Linked DNA regions of Sus scrofa: region 1 is linked to region 2. A link is a contact called in public Hi-C data. All regions are on one chromosome and are shown on one strand. Each heading gives the region's core, a stretch centred on a gene start, on an enhancer-like site or on the middle of the called end of the contact. The rest is flanking DNA. Distances are from core to core; before and after follow the strand shown.

Region 1 (2,898 bases), core at 396-2,895, 270 kb after region 2:
TAGAATTAGAAGCACACTGGGTGTAGAATCCAATCAGTCCAGTGCCCTATGTGGCTTGCTGATACCCAAGGTTATGTGGGAGGAGCAGATCCATCCTTTTTTGTGGTCTGTTCTCCTTCGTTGTAGGAGAACTTAGTGGTCTCAGCTCCCCTTAAGACACTGATATTTCCGGGATTCTCTGGAAGGTCAGTGAATCTGTGCCTTTATCCTGTGGAATCAGCCTGCAAACACAAGGTGCCTTGGAGCACATCACATCCAAATGCAAAAGGTGCCACAGATTTCACTTTTGAGAATCCAGGAGTCTGCCTTCCTCAATTAACCTCCTACAACACTTTCATTGTACACCACTGAGCAAGCAGCCTCGAGACGGTGTTGCTTCTGGGTTTCCAGACATGTGTCATTTCCACTGCATATTTAGTAGCACATAACTGCCTGAAGTGGGGAGACGGGAATGTGAGGCATGTCTCACTGAGGAGGAGGGTTTTTATATTTCAAAAAAAAAAAAAAATCACTCAACTGCTAATGGAAACGTCAACCTCCCAGCCCTATTCTTAAAAATAAATAAATACAAGGAGTTCCTCATGTGAGAGGCACATTAGGGACACAAGATATTCATTTCCATGAAGTCACTCACAGCAGGCCTGTCTGGAAAAATGCTTTCATCTTCTGTGAAGGGAGGAGGAATTGTACCAGCAAGAAGGTTTAAAGACCAAAACTTTGAAGTGGAGGGTGAAATGGGAAAAGTGATCCTCCGGTCAGGTGAATTTGGGCCAAACCAGATTAATTTCTACATTTCAATTCAACATGGGCTGCATAGAGACTACAGAGTCATGATTTGTAAGGAGATGCCTCTCGGTCCTGTCCAGCAGTGGGCACACGGGGTTTCCTACAGTTTGGTATGTCCACCATGACCCTGGGTGCAGAGGGCAGCTGAAGAAGTAGGTGCTGCACCGCTGGAGCTGGACAGCTCTGCTTTGAGCTGCTTCGTGGATTGTTGTCTACTTAAATTCACTTACTGCACATTCACTGAGCATCTGCTATAAACTGCTGGTACTATGTCAAGTGTGATCAGGTGATAGTGATCAAGATAGATGTGGCCTTGGCCTCGTGAAGGCTGTAGGCTCTGCAAAGTTCCCTGTGGGCTGTTGGGAGGTATGAGTGTGAACACCATGAATGGGGTTCCAGCACGCTCATATTGAAGATGAATAAACTGAGGTCCTGACAGAATCCCCCAAAGGATTAACTGCAAAGTTGGGAAACAGAATCTGGATGCCGTGACTTAGACTTTAGTGTTATTCCTCCTACGTTCAGAGCTAGGACAGGAAGAAAAGGCATAAAAAAATCTTAGAAATCTGCTCAACTCTAGGGGATGTGAATTTCGGTCCATGACTACATCTTATCTCTATTTCTGTTCATTCAAGTGCTCTCTCAAGATAGAATCAAAGCTCTTCACCCATTCTTGGACATGGAGAAGATCAGATACATGGGCCTTTTTCCTTCCAGACTGGTGTCTCCAACTTGCATTTGATCAGAGGTCATCTGCCTGCTGTTCGTTTCAGAAGCTTTTGCCTCAGTCCTTCTCCATTCAAGCAGCCCTTTCTACACAGCCAGCTCTCTGTGGAAACCTTGGGGCTCTCTTGCATTCTTTGCTGCCCTGCATCACTTCCTTCCTTCCTTTCTTGTAGGCACTGGGAATACTTTCTCTCCAACCCCCATTCCTGCTGCTGTTCACTCTCCCAGCCATGACCTTTGCCTCTTTCCCTTTCCTCTCTCTGTTTCCCTTGAGGCTCTGTTGCTGTACTTTTATACTGCTGAAAACCAGGATGTGGTGGGATAGAATTCAATGTGTTTTCCTTTTGATTCTGAGCTTCTGCCTTGTTTTCTCAATGTCTGCTTAAAAGCCCTCACTCTTTCTTTTCTTTTGCTTTTTTAACGGCTGCACTGTGGCATATGGAAATTCCCAGGCCAGGGGTCTAATCAGAGCTGCAGCTGCCGGCCACAGCCACAGCCACAGCAATGCCGGATCGGAGCCATATCTGTGACCTGCACCACAGCTCATGGTAACACTGGATCCCCCACCACTGAGGTAGGCCAGAGATCAGACCTGCATCCCCTTGGATACAAGTTGGATCCTTAACTCATTGAGCCACAATGGGAACTCTTGCCCTCACTCTTTAAAATGCTGTGTTTCAACTTTAGTCCCGAGCACTGGTCCTGCCTGTGGTGCCTCTTTCCCCTTCGCATCTGTACATATCTTCAGTCCTGTCTCTGGCAAGGTGACATCTGATCAGGCTTTTACATGAAAAAGGGCAACTTACAGTGTTTATGATTCAGGATGTGGAATGTTCCTTACTCAGTCTGTCCAGACCTTGACCTCCTGAAACGCACGACTCAGAGAATTGTTGGCATTGATCTTATGCTGTCCTTAAAGATCCTGTAATACATTCATCTCCTGTTCTTGGCAGCTGCTTACAGGTTAGTCCCCATAGCTCAGTCCTCATTAGGGGCATGATACAGGATGGAAGGAATGGGAAAAGCAACTTCTACCTACCAAAGAGTGTCCCATGAATTATTTCTTTGTACAATGTTGTTTATTATAGTGCAAAAAACCCAAAACAGTGCCTGTTTATTTTTGAGAAGAGATTGTTTTCTTTATACAGTTCAGCACATGGAGCACATGGACTTTCCTGTACCCTTTGAAATCCTAAAATCAGAATCTCCACAATCTAATTAACATCCTTTGTGGAAGTGAAACATTCTATGGTTTATTTTTATCTTCTGTGTATTCCTTCATCTGAATTCAACTATTTGAGGATGAATTTGGTGCTTGGCCTACCTGCCAACACCAGTGCAAAGAAGACAGGACAGAATTGAGTTTTGAGAGATTTTTTGAGTTGC
Region 2 (2,991 bases), core at 427-2,926:
ACCGTCCTTCAGTGGCCCATGTACACACTGTCACCTCTACATCACCCCTCTGTCTCTTCCCACTTTTCTCTTTTCTTCCCTTCCCACTGGCCACGTTGGCCTTTTCCCTGCTACCACCTCAAGTGTCTTTGCTTTTTGTCCCTCAGTGCTCAAAAGAGTTTCCCCACCAAGACCCACTCTGCTCTAGTTTTCTGACTCATCTTCCAAGCGGCTTTCCCTCAGCCTCCTGTGGCTGGAACCTCCAGGTTCCCACTGACACACATTCTCTTACCCATTCTCTGCTCTCTTGCTCCCCCTACTGATCACTCTACAGGCCACATCTTTTACTTGATCCTGCTTATTGCATCTCTCCTCCTCCCAGCTCCAGGAGTTTGAAACTCTATCCCCATAACTTAGAACCCAAAGGCTCTTTAAATATCAGGTCAGGCACAGATACTGTTTTCACGACTCACAACTTCCAACCGCAGTGTGACAGCTGCTATCTTTGAGGCATGCACAAAGCACTAAGGCTCTGAGGAAGGACTGACAAAGGAGGTGACATTTGAGAAGAACACGGGAGCAGTGGCCGTGCACAATTGAAAGCGGCATCATATTCTGATGTGCCTGGACTATGGGGTGGGGAGTGGCTGAAGCCACGCTGTGAAAGGTTTTGAGGAGGGTACAGTGAAGAGCCTTATCTTTAACCTAAAGCCAGAGATTTTCAAACTGTCCCCTGAAGAGCCCATGGACTTCACAACCTGCCAGTCGATGATGGCTGGGAGGCTGGATGGCAAAGTGTGTTCTAGCTTCTGTTGTTTGACACATCGTTCTTCTGATTAGTCCTTCTATTAAAGGCTGCCTTCTGCCCCCAGAATTTTGAAGCCCATCTCTGTTGGTGACGGGAGCTGTGGACCTAAGGAATCACCAAGTCCAAGTAGAATTAACCATTTCCTTTAACCACACAGGAGGGCAGGCAAGACCTGGGAGTCCCCTGTAAGAACATGCAGGTTTTCTGGATCAGCTTTGGCAGCAAAAGGACATAGGAAAAAAGGCTGGGCTTTGGGTAGGGCTCGTGGGGCAGAGCGCCCTTCCACCCAGGTGACAAATCCAGCTTCCTCAGGCGCACGCCTAGGATTAGCCCTGGTTGCAATCCCTGCTTCCCAAGAAAAAAGGCAACTCACTAAAGACACACCCTCACTTGGTGGCAAAGGTGGGGTTAGCTCTCCCGACTCTGCCCTTTTTAATGCATTGTTTGAAGTCCTCAGCTAGCAGATTAAAATAGTGCAAGGGCATTAGTGTGTGAGGAGGAGGGGGGGAAGGGAAGGGAGGCAAGGAGGGTGGAGTTGCGGGCTGAGCCAGTTCCATTTGGGCCAAACCCGGTTCCTTATCTGTAAAGCCAGAGACACTCGTGCTCTCTACGCCACCTGCTCATTCTGTGACACTTTTTTTTTTTTGCTTTCGAAAAGTCTAACAGATACAAAGATGAGCGGGATTCCCATTTTCTGTCAAATTCTCCAAAGGCAGCTAAGGGAAGGAAATCAGGACCTTTCATTGCTGTACCACACCCACATTTCAAAGCGCTGACCTTGAAGAGTCCGCTCCAGCCCAGGCGGGGGCCGAGGGGCGGACTTGTGCTACGTGACTGCGCGCTCGCCGTGCCCCGCTACGCCGGACGCGCGTCCCGCAGGCTGGCGCCGCCCTCTCCCCGCTCCTCCCTCCCCAGCCCCACCTGCACATCTCCACGCGCAGAGCGGAAGGAGCGTGCTCTGCGGAGGATGCGCATCCAGATGCTCGCGCTTCCCTCTCCTTCCAGGATCCGAGATTCGCAAGGTCATCAACCCTCTGAGTCTCGGTGTCCGTTCTGAGACTTGCAACTTGGGGAGGTTCCCCGAGGGCCCTTCCCGCTGCTCTAAGGTCTGAGGCTGTGGTTTCATGAATGATAGTTTAACACTCTGCAAAGCATTAATGAGACGGTAGCTATAAAGTGGCATGAATTCCGTGAGATAAAGGTGCTGATTTAATTTGTTACCCATTGCTTATAAAATCCAGGGAAAATGGCAGTTTTAAATCGGCGTTTACCTAGCTGTAACAACCGTGACAACCTTCCTGTAGTTTGCAGAACACTGTAAACGGCAGGCTGGGATCCGAATCGTTCCTTCAGTTTTACAGATGAGGAAATTAAATGTCGTTTCTTAGAATAGTAATCATCCTTGTATCGTTATTAGTGAAAGTGATGTATTTTGAGTGAAAAACATAAATTGTTAAATACATGTACATCTGAGGAACTCTTTCTGGAGCCACTTTCAAAGAATGCTCCCAATCTAACCTTAAACAAAAGGGAAGGGCAAAGCGATATTATCTTTTAAGTCAGGAAAATAAACAGTTTTCTGTTTTCTTCCCTCTTTTGTAGACACTGTTTGATAAGTTTCTCACCAGCACTTGGGCCTAAGCAAAGTTGGAGCAATGTGGGGGTCACCTCCCTGTGTTCTAAACTGTATGTTGTGAGGTGATGGAAATGAGGCTACAGTTTTTAGGGAAGTATCTTCCTGCTCATTTACTGCTTGTGTGGTGTGGTCTCCCTGACCGCTGAATATGGTTCAGGGTCTACCAAAAGGAATGAGATTTGCCAGCATCCACCTTCTCTGTCTGTGAGGGCTGGGTGAAGGATGTTCAAGGAACTCCAAGGGTAGAGGTCAAGCTGCCTAACTGATCTGGGTGGGCGTGGTGAGGGCAATAAAGGAATTGCATCTGCAGAGCCCCTTCCATGCAGTTTAACCTGTACAACAGGCCTAGGAGATAGATTGCCGTGATTCTCTGTGCCACATATGTAAGGCCCAGAAAAGTTGCCTCAGGTAAAATGGCCAGGAAGTCATAAAACCAATTTTCATACCAAGCTATCTAAACTCTAGCTTCAGAACCGTCCCTTTGTCCTCCAGAAACCCAAGCGTCACTCAGGCTCCGTCAGAGTGACGGTCCTGGGACGGCAGAGACTTCCAGGGGAACGAGATTGTA

Evidence for each region. Hi-C and Micro-C count contacts between places; a contact is called where the count stands out from the background.
Region 1: a contact with region 2 is called in a Hi-C map of liver, with 4 times the contacts expected there. The contact joins two enhancer-like sites. A contact is called at or near these places in 3 of 47 Hi-C or Micro-C datasets (embryonic fibroblasts, liver and omental adipose tissue).

Annotation. Positions count from the first base shown.
Region 1 is chr17:1,421,371-1,424,268 of Sscrofa11.1, forward strand. All of the region lies in intron 4 of DLC1 (rho GTPase-activating protein 7), which reads right to left. Among named protein-coding and RNA genes, the nearest start is that of C17H8orf48, 190 kb to the right of the region's middle. Within about 2 kb of position 1,646, at least 10 of the 83 cell types and tissues checked have an H3K27ac peak or open chromatin away from gene starts, as enhancers often do. A contact at or near this core is called in liver, where this site is marked.
Region 2 is chr17:1,150,090-1,153,080 of Sscrofa11.1, forward strand. No RefSeq gene overlaps it. Among named protein-coding and RNA genes, the nearest start is that of KIAA1456, 91 kb to the left of the region's middle. Within about 2 kb of position 1,677, at least 41 of the 83 cell types and tissues checked have an H3K27ac peak or open chromatin away from gene starts, as enhancers often do. A contact at or near this core is called in liver, where this site is marked.